Regions from separate parts of the Zea mays genome. Here region 1 is linked to region 2. A link is a contact called in public Hi-C data. All regions are on one chromosome and are shown on one strand. The core of a region is the stretch at or near the end of the contact, and the rest is flanking DNA. Distances in the headings are between cores, read along the strand shown. Region 1 holds the start of LOC103639191 (probable inactive receptor kinase). Region 2 holds the start of LOC100279789.

Region 1 (6,539 bases), core at 4,006-6,505, 320 kb after region 2:
TAAATCATGCCTTGTTGAATTATATGTTTTTTAGCATGGACAAAGGAATCAATATAAATAAATATAAAATTTATACCTGCATTGTCATGCTGGGATTTCTGTTTGAGGTATCAAATATATGCTTGAAATTCAGAATCAAACTTAGGATTGAAATGAGAAAGGAAATGAAGACACTTATTACTGGAATTAAATAAAGGGGAGGAGGAAAAAAATACTAACATCGAAAATAGTGGCGTTTATATTCATAAATTGGATCATATTTGATACTGGGAACCTGAACTTCAAAATAGGCAATTTGAATTTGAATTGAATATTGTAAACTTGAACTAGAGAAGAGAATAGAGATAGAAAAAAAGAGAAAAAAATAAATCCCTGCGTTTGGGCTGAGTTCCCTGATTTGGCCCACTAGCTTCATCCGGGCCCAACTTCATTTCGCATGCGTGGCCCACATAACTCCCGCACTTCTCTCCCTTTCTGCGGATGCCTGGTGGGCCCCAATGCTCAGATCAACATGTTGCGTGCCCACATCCTTTTTCTGGGTCGCTGGCTGGTGGGGCCTCCTCGACAGCGCCCCAAACCGCGCCCACACTCTCGGTTGTTCAGCCGCCACCTGGGACCCACTCGTCAGAAGCCTTCCCCTCTCCGCTCGGTCTCGAACAGAAGCAGCAGTCACTGCCTCCGGCTCATCGCGGATCTCGCGGGGCATTGCAACGGAACCACGCAAAAACTTCACCAAACCCCCGTGATTCTACGCCAACCTCTTACCGATATCTGTGGCGTGGACTCGCCCCTCCCCCCATAAAAGCTTGGCATCGCGCCGTCGGGACTTGCTATGTACTGAGGTCGTCTATCACCGGTTGGTCGCCGGGACCTCATGGGCGCCATGGGTTCTCGCACAGGGACCCTAGCGCCCTGGCACTTCTACCTCTGTGCCCCTATCTACTCGTCTGACCACCAGTTTGCGCAGGATCTTGGCGAGTCTTGCCAATATTCAGTGTGGTACATCGGAGCTTGTCGAGGTGTATCGGTGCCATGGCAGTGAGATCCCTCCGGAGTCTTGTGGTTACGACCAAACTGCTACAGGCTGGGGTTAGGGTCGTCGCCCGCTTGCCGGTGAGTGTCTCCCCATCTGCTTTTGTTCTGTTTGGGTACCTCAGCTGTGGGTCCAGCGCTCAGGGCGCGCCTGACACCATGGTGGCCGGTGGCCATGTTGTGGCTAGTGTCACCATGCCAGATGGCGACATGAGATTGAAGATAGGTTTATAGCCCTCAATCCCACAATGGGCGGTGGAGATGATGCACCGCATAACGATTCGGCCGGGTAGATCAGCGCCGTAGATCATTGATCGTGGGGCTGTGTGAGAATCGCGTTTCATTAAATCTGGTTCATCGGATCTAATCCCACGGCTCTGGTTACTCCATACCCCTTCAACCGTTCACTTTTGTAAAAGAGCCCTTACACTTTCCATAAATCAACCCACCGTCCATCGTAGTTAACTCTGAGTCTCGGGGTTTTCACATGGGAGTCCCTGGGATTTATTTTATTTGTGCGCGCGGCCGGGCTGGGCATAAAACACATAAATTCAATTAGAAACTAATTTTTAGTGTGAAATTAATGGCAGGAACTTGAATAATTCCTAGAAAATTCACAACTTCTTTGTTTTAATTCTGAATTGACTCGTTTTAGTTGCGTTAGTTTCTTATAAACATTTGCTACGCAGTAACAACATTAATTAAACCATAATTTTATAGTTAGATATTTATTTATCACATGTCTACTAGATTAGCTCTTCTAATCAAAAGCTAACATGTTCATAGTTATAATCTGGTTAAATATGATCTCTACCCAAGTCATAACTAAAGTTGAATTAATTATTTCTTTAGAATATATTTATAAAACCAAAACAAGACCTAGTTTTAATTACTTAATCACATAATTCTTCCAAAAATCCTAACCCCTTAACCATAACTCCGAATTTATCGGTTCTCGAACCCACGATCTCGTAGCAACACATAAATTATTATTACACAATTTATCCTTATGTTTGGTGTAATGTTAATTTTGCCTATACACTGTTTGTTTGTAATGCTACGACTAGCGTGAGGACACGTGTCATCTGAAGAGCAAGTTGGTACCTGGAATCTCAAGTCCCAGGCAAGTTGTGCCCTTGATCACTTCTTTTTACCTACTCATGTTCTGATTAATCATAATGATCTGCATAGGTTAATTTTGATGGGACCCAATAGGTTACCCTAGTTTGATTATCTTTATACCTTGTTTACCACTAAACTTTTTGGGTAGTACTTGCTAGTGCTTTATGTGGTTTTGGGTATGAAGATACATTATTCATGATCACACTTTTATTATCTGTTTATTATCACTGTTCATGATAAGATCATTATGTTAATTGGAACATGGAGCGACCACCCGGGAAAACAGTGCTACCACAAGGGTTTATGGACGCCCTTGGCTGATTAATTAGGAAAGCTAGTGGAGGACTACCTTACCCGAAAGGGGCAAGGGCAGTAGGGGAGTGGTCAGTGTAGGGAGGTCCTTGGTTGATTTTGCTGCGATGGCGGTCAGGCAAGAACCCTGCATTGGAGCTTACTATAAACTGTAGCGGGTTTTATGAAGCTAGTGGAACTTTGTAAAGGCCTCATAGTGTTATCCTGCCTCGCCTCCTCGGTAGAGGTGTATGGGAAGTCGCGATCCCTGGGCAGATGGGTAATATGACTTGTGGGTAAAGATGCGCAACCTCTGCAGAGTGTAAAACTGGTATACTAGCCGTGCTCACGGTCATGAGCAGCTCGGACCCTCACATGATTAATTTATGGAACTTAAATTCAATTTGTCATATGCATTGCATCGCAGGTGATGTTGTTACTTTTGTTCTACTACTTAATTGGGTTGGTATTTACTTATACTTAGTAACTGCTAATAAAGTTTTGACCAACTTTAAAAGCAATGCTCAGCTCTAACCATCCTCTTTGGTAAGCCTTACACTTCACGTGAGCTCCCACCTTTGGCGAGTTCATGCACATGATTCCCCACAACTTGTTGAGCGATGAACGTATGTGAGCTCACTCTTGCTGTCTCACACCCCCACAGGTCAAGAACAGGTACCGCAGGATGAGGCGCTTGGAGGATGCTGTGATGAGTTCGTGAGTGGTCTAGACCGTCGTCTCCCAGTCAACTTTGGGTTGCTGGACCGTTGTCTCCTTTTAATGTAATTATTTATTTATTTTGTATAGAACTCCGATTATATAGTAAAGATGTGACATTCGATCCTGTGCCATGATTCATCATATGTGTGAGACTTGGTCCCAGCACACCTGGTGATTATGTTCGCGCCCGGACTTTGGACCCCTAAAACCCGGGTGTGACAGAGGCGCTCCGCTATAATTCACCGGACTGTCCGGTGTCCCAAGGGAGAGCAACTCGGAACTCGCCAGCTTCGGGAATCCGCTCCGCTATAATTCACCGGACTGTCCGATGAGTCACCGGACTGTCCGGTGTGACAACGGAGCAACAACTACTTCGCGCGCAACGGTCGACTGCAACGCATTAAATGCGCGCCTGTGCGCGCAGAGGAGCAGAGCACGCGCGGGTGGCACACCGGACAGCCTACAGGGCCTGTCCGGTGCACCACCGGACAGCCAGGCGGGCCCACAAGTCAGAGCTCCAACGGTCGGAACCCAACGGCCTGGTGACGTGGCTGGCGCACCAGACAGTGTTCGGTGGTGCACCGGACTGTCCGGTGCGCCCGTCGACTTCAGCCTTCACCAACGGTCAAGTTTGGTGGTTGGGGCTATAAATACCCCAACCATCCCCACATTCAAGTCATCCAAGTTTTCCACCTTCCAACTACTTACAAGAGCTCTAGCATTCAATTTTAGACACAACCAAATAGATCAAATCCTCTCCCAACTCCACAAAGCTCTAGTGATTAGAGAGAGAGATTTGTTGTGTTCTTTTGAGCTATTGCGCTTGGATTGCTTCTTTCTCTCATTCTTTCTTGCGATCATCTCATTTGTAATTGAGGCAAGAGACACCAATTGTGTGGTGGTCCTTGCGGGAACTTTGTGTTCCGATTGATTGAGAAGAGAAGCTCACTCGGTCTAAGTGTCCGTTTGAGAGAGGGAAAAGGGTTGAAAGAGACCCGGTCTTTGTGACCACCTCAACGGGGAGTAGGTTTGCAAGAACCGAACCTCGGTAAAACAAATCCTCGTGTCTCACTCTTTATTCGCTTGCGATTTGTTTTCACGCCCTCTCTCGGACTCGTTTATACTTCTAACGCTAACCCGACTTGTAGTTGTGATTAAGTTTGTAAATTTCAGATTCGCCCTATTCACCCCCCTCTAGGCGACTTTCAGTTTCCTCTTTTCTGCCATCATGCCGAAGCTTCCTTGCGCACAGCTTCGGCTCTGTTCCATCCTTCGTTCTCTTTGCGTTTCTTCATACAACAATTTTGACTTGTCCGGAGGGTTCGTGTCCGAAGGTACCTGCTCATGTATTATATTCCAGAAACATTGTTAAATCACGTTTTTGAGGACCTTCGGAAGCCGAAGGCCCCCAACACAACATTTGACTCAAGTGGCCAAGGAGTTTTTTTCCCAGGAGCATGATTGGCGGTCTAGTCTTCGGAGTGATAGCCACTAGTGTGTGTTTTTAGATTTCGTTGGGCTGTGTGCTCTTATGGGCACAGGCCGAAAGTGACTTTCAAGGGCTCGTATCATCTCGATGTACTGTTCTTGAATGAATAAAAATCCTTCCCTTTCAAAAAAAGAAAAAAAAAGAAATAGGGGATGTGATCGTGGATCCTATGGAGATAGCCTAATAGCACATATATAGGTAAATTTCGATATTAATTTAAATTTAAAATTATTAATGATACATGAAGATTAGATGAATATTATTACTTTTAGTTAGTTTACATATAATATATTTATTGTTGTAAATAACGTTAGTACTTTATTTATTTAACAATATATGCTTTATAAATTGACTTAATATCTGAATTAAATCCAAAATATTCGTTTTGTACTAATATTTAAAAACATGTATATTCACTTTCTTATTTATATTCGAATTAAAAATATAATAAACAAATGACATCTGGATTCGGTTTGATGTGAATGAGTGAATCCGTTCCGTTTCCCGTTTCCCATGCTAGGCCGCTACTTGCTGGCTCGCACAGTCGCACTGGTGCGGTATAGTCCGACTACACCCATCCATCACGGCCTCAGCCCTCAACCACTCGGCCACTCCCTCCAGTCTCCACACACACGCGCGCCATTGCCGCTGCTGCTCATCGTACTCCCAAATGGAGCAGCCTGCATTCCCCTCTTGCTCCGTGGAGCGCATTCGCTCCAGCACAGGGAAGCTGTGACGCATCGCCGCCGCCAAATCCTCCACCCGACGGCTAACGCTTTTCTCTCGGGTCTAGTCGGGGTGGAGATCCGTCAAGGCCATCTCGTCGCGTTGTTGGTCAGTAATCCTAGCTCGCTTGGACGAAGCAACCAGCACTATGGTTCTTGGATGACAAAATTGGAGCAGGCCACTGCTCACACTGCGGCGGTGTCCATTTCTTCGTGTCTCGGTTCTTGGCCCCGTCCTTCCTGATTTCTCTGCTTTTCATACTGAAAAAATCCTCAAACCTTTCATCCTTAATCCCCTTTCTCGGTTCCAAGGGAGCTTAAACCCTACCCTACTGCCTTTTTCATCTTAAGCTCCGTATCTCGAAAAATCCATCCCATTTGCATGAGCATTGCTTCAATTGCCTGGCTGCACAGCAGGATCTTGCGATGCGGCTCATCTTGTTGTGGCTCTCGATCTGGGCCGTGTGCTCCGCTGCCTCGGCGGGGGCTGGTTCAGACATGGAGGCACTGCTGGAGTTCTCCCGAGGCATCCGGCAAGACCCGTCCCGCCGCCAGGCCATTCCCTGGAACCCCACCAGCGCGCTGGACTCCGACGACTGCCCCGTTGATTGGCACGGCGTGCAGTGCATCGGCGGGCAGATTCTTTCCATTGCGTTCGACGGCATTGGTCTCGTTGGAAATGCTAGCTTGTCGGTGCTAGCGAGGATGCCGGTGCTCCGGAACTTGTCCCTGTCAGACAACAAGCTAGAAGGGTTCTTGCCGGGTGAGCTGGGGTCGATGGCGTCGTTGCAGTTGCTGGATCTGTCCAACAACAGGTTCTCCGGTTCAATTCCGTCTGAGTTGACTAAGCTGGCAGGTTTGGGCTATCTCAATCTCTCTTCCAATGGTTTTCGTGGCGCATTGCCGTTGGGTTTCCGGAACTTGAGGAAATTGAAGTACTTGGACCTTCATGACAATGGCTTCACTGGCAAATTGGACGACGTATTCGCGCAGCTGCAGAGCCCAGTCCATGTTGATTTAAGCTGCAACCAGTTCTCGGGGTCCTTGGCATCGATCTCTGACAACTCATCTGTGGTTAGCACGCTTCAGTACTTGAATGTTAGCCACAATGTGCTGTCAGGGACATTGTTTGACAGTGTTCCGATGCCTTTGTTCGACAG
Region 2 (6,455 bases), core at 2,952-5,451:
TCTCTCTCGTAGTTACATAAACTACGAGAGAGATATAGGTTTTATGAACAAATTTATTTTTATTTTGTCATATGAATAAATGTTCAATATATAAATTGTACATCATGATGAGTTATACAAATTTGTAGTTGAAAACTTTTTCATTTGAATTAATTTAATACTTTAAAATGTGATTTTTAAATTGTCTTTGCCTAGTGTTGGAGAAAAAACACTCGGCAAAGAGCTCTTTGCCGAGTGTTGTATTTGTGACACTCGGCAAAGAGCCCTTTGCCGAGTGTCAAAAAAAGACACTCGGCAAAGAAACTCTTTGCCGAATGTCAAAAATAAAACACTCGGCAAAGAGCTTCTTCGCCGAGTGTTTTCTTTTACCGAGGGTTTTTTGTGTGACACTCGGCAAAGAGGTCTTTTTTGTGTGACACTCGACAAAGAGATCTTTGCCGAGTGCCCGAAATAAAACACTCGGTAAAGAATATGGCACTCAGCAAAGAGCCAAATTCCGGTAGGGAGTACAAGTATAAACCAGTTTCCAAGTTCCAGCCGCCTTGCAGCTACTGCAGAAACCTATACGACCAAGACCCTATAGACTCGACACTCGACAACTTAGGAGAACCATGGAGCAGGAGCACCATGGAGAGACCCAAAGCTTATAACGACGCTTTTCTCTCTCTCTCTCTCTCTCCCTCTCTTTTCTCAGCCCTACAGGTTTATTTATTCTTCAGTAGAACCAATTGGTCCCGTCGTTCCTCTGTGCCGCGCCTGGGTAGTCGACGCCGCTAGACATGTTGAAACCAGGACCGAACCTGAACTCCGGCGCGCTGGCGGCGATGTCGCCCATCTGGCTCACGAATGGCGTGTCGTCGCGGATGAAGAACTGCTGCTGCTGCTGCACTGGCGCCTGCTGCTGCTGCTGCTGCATCATGCTGTTGTTGACGTCGTCGAAGGCTCCGTTGCCCTGTACGAAGAAACCCTCGTCCATCTGGATCCTCTGCTGGGGCATCGCGTTTGGCCTCTCCATGACGGCGACGCTGTCGCTGCTCGGGTTCTTGTTCGGCACGAAGTTGTTGTCGTACATGTTCATCAGCTCGGCGATGGACCTCTGCCCGTCCATGGGCAGGCTGAAATCCAGACTGTTCAGTGCCTGGTTGGGTTGGCTGAAGGCCGGCTGGAAGGCTTGTGGCTGTGGCGGTGCTGACGGCGGCTTGTTCTCGGTGCTCTGAGGGGTTGGATCCTTGTGCTTGCAGGTGTACTGGTGGCTGTTGCGGGCATTCCGGTCCAGGAATCCGTAGCTGTAGTCACTGCGCGGGCACTGGACGTTGTTGCAGGTGTACAATCGGTTGTTTAGCATCAGCTCTGGCTCGGCTGCAGCGGGGGCGTTCCTCTTCTGGATGAACTCCACGTCGGCGGTCTCCTCCTTCATCGGCGTCGGCACGAGGAACTTGTCGCTTAGGATAGCGGCACCAAGGTTGAACGCGGTTGGGTCAGTGACTGCCGTCCTCTGGTTACCGGCCTCGTCCCCCTTGCACTCATCGATGATGTCCACATCATACTCGCTCGAGCTGGTGTTGAAGGATATGGCACTTGCGATGCCACCAGTAGACGCCGGTGGGCGTGCGCCCGGGTTCAGCTTCTGGTACAGCTCCTCTTCCTGCTTGACGACCGCCAGCCAGGTTGAGATCTCCTTGGCAGTCATCTTGTCCTGGAGGCACTTGGACTGGCGAACCAGGCGACGGATCTTCTCTATGTCCGGTGACATGTGCTTGATGACAGCGGTGAGCACGCTCACCTTCCAGGCCTTCTTAAGGTCATGAGGCTTCTTGTACGGGGGTGGGCCCTGGTCCTTGGGAATGCCGAGTTCCGGCCACCACTCCTCGTCGCCGGTAGGCCACCACGGTGGAGGAACGCCCTTCTCGAGCGGGTAGCGCCGCTGTGGGGGCTCGCAGTGCTGCATAAGCGCTGAGAGCAGTGAGCCCAGCGTAGTGTCCTGCAGCTCCTGCAAGGAATGGGGGCTGGCAGCGCCCGAGGCGAGCTCGTTCTCGGCGCCAGGGACGGCGTTGTCGGCCTGGTACTTGGCAATGGCGGCCGGTCCGTTGCGGTCGAAGCGGACCTTCTCCTTCCACCACGCACGGAGGTTGTCGGAGGCACCACTCACTGGCTTGCCCTTCTCCGGAATGATCCCATACACAAACCCCTGCGCGCGGCACACCTCCATCATCTTGAGCATGTACTTGAGGATGCCGTCCTGCGCGCGCGACATCTTCTTGCGCCGGGCCTGCTCCTGCGACTGCCTTGGCTTGGACGAGCCATCAGCCAGTCCCGCACCGCTAGCCAACGAGTCCTTGCCGCGGGTCTGCTGCAGTTCCCTGAGCCGCTTCAGCTTCATACGGTCGCGCCACATGCGGCGCTCCAGCTCCTCGATGTCCTCGACGTCATCGTCGCTGTCGTCCTCCCCGGCGTCCGGGAAGCTATCCGGAGGCGGGTCCACGAGATCGCCCTCCCCCATCACGCACTGGTCGCCAGAGGACGTCTGCGGCATCAGAGACCCGAAGCCCAGGTTCTTGTCGCCGTTCTGCTGCAGGAGATCCACGAAGTTGTGGACGCCAGGGAACACCACGCTCTGATCCACCAACAGCCCGCCTCCCATCATCGTGATCTCAACAAACACCACACCCAACAAATTCACTCGCAGTCACGGGCAGACTGACTCTCTTCCTTCTACTGCTACTTGTAGTTAGTATTCACCTGCGCGGAAGCAACGAGGAAGATGAACACGTCAGCTGCTGTGTTTTACTGTCAGTAATTAAGTGCAAAGAAAAACATATGCAACACGATTGCGTGTTATAGTAAAAAAAAAGTAATTAAGATGACCGAGTGAAGCTTATTGTGGCATCTTAATTTGGCGATTACACGGTTTGCAAGGGCTTTTTGCCTTGGCATCATAGCTCTACACATCTATAGGAGACAATCATGTTGCAGAAAAAGGCAGCCTAGCATGTGTTTGGTGAAACAGAACAGGGCCATGATCTGATCAAACTATACATGGACCCTTCCCCCACAATCCTTCTTCTGAGATTGATACTTTTACAATTCAGAGGGAACAAATAAAGCATAGTCCTTATTGTTTCGGCATAAAGGAACATTTTACACAACATGGAAAGAGAAATTGTGGAACAAGGAATTCAAGCATGAAAACATATGCACATAAATAGTTCCACCAAATAACTACAAATACTTCTCATATGCCGGTTCATTGGAACAAGCATGTAAAGTTGCATATTTTGCCCTTTTTTTACGAAAGCATGTGCAAACGTATGAACGTAAGCTCTGATTGATCACAAGGAGGAAAGATTAAAAAAAGATCAAAAGGCAGGTAAGGGAAGCTTTTCGAAAAGAAATATTTTTTTTGTGGATCTATTTGTTTTACCCAACCAAGCACGAATGGACAGTTGGTAACAAGAACATGTGCCCATGTGCTTGACAACGGGAATCAAGGTCATCTGTGATAGGGGAAAAAACAAGGGACGAAAACGCATATCAATCCTAAAGAAAACTGATAAAAACTTGCACCTCCAAAGATTATGCAGGAACAAATCATACCCGACTGCTACACACTTCCTAGAACGAGCTCAGTCTTTGACTAGAAGTATCGAGATCCAAACGAAGCTTAGAAGAAACATAACAGAAAAGAGATGCAAGAAACTCAGGTTTTTGGATGGGAGCTGCTACATCATCCAAGGCATCAACCTCGGAACACCGCCATGGATTTAGCCGCAGCTATTACGCAGAAGGACAAGACATCAGCAAGGGAAAGGGAGGATCAGAAAAGAACTCAAACGGGAATTGGCCACTGCAAAGAAGGTACAGGATCCTAAGAAAAGAAATCTAGAGAGAGAAAAGATCTCCTGAAAATTTATTACTCTACTTAATCTATCAGATAATCATCCGGCCACCCTGCAGCAGCACAAACAGATATCACCGAAAGGAGCAAGAGAAGAAGATCGGCGAAGAAAAGAAGGACCAGCCACACAAGAACTGGGAAGCATAGAAGGTCCAGGAAGGTAGGAAGAACTCACCCTAGCTCTTCCTGTTTATCTCCCACTTGCTATTTTCACGGGTGCTCCAGCTTTGCCATGACCTGGGAGACGAGAGGAGGGAGGGGCGAGTCCAGAGAGAAGCCGCAAGAGGGAGGAGAAAGAAAAGAGGAAGGGGGGATAAGAGCATCTCCAACAACGTGACCTATAAAAATGCCTTATAATTTAAAAATAAGTAAATTTTATAGAATTTAGGGCACCAAAAAAACACCCTACTCCAACAGTAAAGCCCCAAATCTAGATTATAGGGCAGCCCACTACGGTGTAGTATATTTGAGGCACTTGAGAGAGTGCCCTATAGTTTTTTGACAAAAATTGTTGAATTAAGGCACTGTTGGAGTGGTTTTTCCTGTGTAGAGCTCTATATTTCGATTTGAGGCATTAGTTTGAGGCATTGTTGGAGATGCTCTAAGAACAGCTATGGCAGGGCCAAGGCTTCTGCCCTCTGGCGCAAAGTAATCGCAGGCAAGTGGGCGTGCTGGTCGTGGTCTGCTGCTCGGCCCTCAACAGCGACAGCGCGGCCTTTATAACCTCCCCTCTTAAACTAATGATCCCCGCCTCCACTCACAAGCTGCCACTGCGATGCGGCACGGTAGTTAAAAAAAGTCTTGCTGGTCCGTACCGTAATCACCCGCGTCATGGCGCTTTTTTACCGCCACCCGCGCCACGGAGTGAAAACGCTTTGGCTGGTGGCGTCTGCCTGTGACAAGTGGGGTCCGATCGGCGGTCAGTGGCGCCTCTCCTGGTGTGGCGGGGTCCGAGGAGTGGGTGCTACTAGTGAGGCCACGGGTTTGAAAGCCGCAGGGACAAAAATCGTCGAAAACAATAAAAAAACATCTAAATTAATTTTGTTTTCATATTTTTTTTGACTGGACGAAAAGGGAATACGGGATCTAGATCGTCAATTATTCGAAAACGATAAAATTTAGCTGGAAAGACAACAATTATATTTTTCATAAATACATAATAAAGTGGTTGTTGACGCTTTTTCGGAGCGCCAAATACTCAAGAAGAACCGGCGGCGGTGCTCTCTGGTCAGGCGCGGACGGTCCGCGACCTGGGGCCGGACGGTCCGCGACCTGGCGCAGGGGCTAAGGTTTCCTGCCTGACGGCCGGACGGTCCGCGCCCTGGGGCCGGACGGTCCGCGCGTGCGCAGGGGCGGCGGAAGATCGTCGGCGGCGCCTGGATCTCGCTCCCGGGAGGGACCCCGTCGGGGAGGAGAGATCCTAGGGGTTGTCTAGGCTCGGGCAGACCGACCTAGACTCCTCTAATCGACGTAGAGTCGAGGAGAGGCGGAGAATTTGGGGATTGAGAGGCTAAACCTAAACAAGACTAGAACTACTCCTAGGATAAAATGCGAATAGAAGTTGTATTGATTCGATTGTTGATTACAAATCGGTCGTAGGCCTCTCTTTTTATAGAGGAGGGGGGCTGGACCCTTTACACGACCGGATTCCGAGCTAATTCCGCGGATATAGCTAACAAACATAGCACAAAACTCGGAACCCTAATCTACTCTGCGCGTGCGCGGACCGTCCGGCCCACAGGCGCGGACCGTCCGCACCTCATTTTGGTGCTCAACATATGCCCCCCTGCCTTTTGGTGGAGCTGAGCAAACCAAAAGTAAATAACTCGATGAGATTACATCGGTTCTCTTAGCCATCTTGCCACATACTAGGATGGTACTGTTTGAGAAAACGCCCATTCAAAGCCTTAGGCAAATCCTTGCCGTGTAATGTTTGTAGCAAATAGGCGTTGCCAGACATCACTTGTTTTACTTTATAAGGACCCTCCCAGCTTGGCGACCATTTCCCGAACTTCCGGTCTTTATTCCTTAGAGGCAGAATAGTCTTCCACACCAGGTCCCCTACTTGAAATGATTTTGCTTTGACCTTCTTGTTGTAGGCCCTGGCTACCATGATTTTGTCCTTTTCTATTGCTCCCAAAGCTATCATCCTTTTGTCGGTCAGCTCATCAATATTATCCATCATTGAATTATAATAATCAGTAGCATTTAAATCATTTTGTCTGGCGAACCTGACAGCATTCAAACTTATTTCCACAGGCAACACTGCTTCCTGCCCATAGACAAGCTCAAAAGGAGACACTTGAGTAGCCCTATGTTTAGATATCCTATGAGCCCATAAAGCTTCAGACAAAATCTTATGCCAATGTTTAGGATTATCAGATATCTTCTTTTTTATCAAATTAATCAATGTCCTATTACTAGACTCGGCCTGTCCATTGGTCTAAGCATAATATGGAGATGAATTAAGCAGCTTAATTCTGTATAATTCAGTAAATTCACGTACCTCCTTTGACATAAAAGAAGTACCTTGGTCTGTAGTTAAGGTCTGAGGAATGCC

Evidence for each region. A called contact is a pair of places that touch in the nucleus more often than the background predicts.
Region 1: a Hi-C map of leaf shows a contact between it and region 2, with 8 times the contacts expected there. The contact joins the promoter of LOC103639191 here to the promoter of LOC100279789 in region 2. A contact is called at or near these places in 3 of 25 Hi-C or Micro-C datasets (ear, leaf and tassel).

Annotation. Positions count from the first base shown.
Region 1 is chr9:139,483,857-139,490,395 of Zm-B73-REFERENCE-NAM-5.0, forward strand. LOC103639191 (probable inactive receptor kinase) reads left to right here and starts at 5,256. Exons shown (of 3, transcript NM_001364724.1): 1 at 5,256-6,539. The coding sequence starts at 5,806.
Region 2 is chr9:139,160,945-139,167,399 of Zm-B73-REFERENCE-NAM-5.0, forward strand. LOC100279789 reads right to left here and starts at 4,202. Exons shown (of 2, transcript NM_001152747.2): 1 at 4,071-4,202; 2 at 473-2,739. The coding sequence starts at 2,644. The coding sequence ends at 716.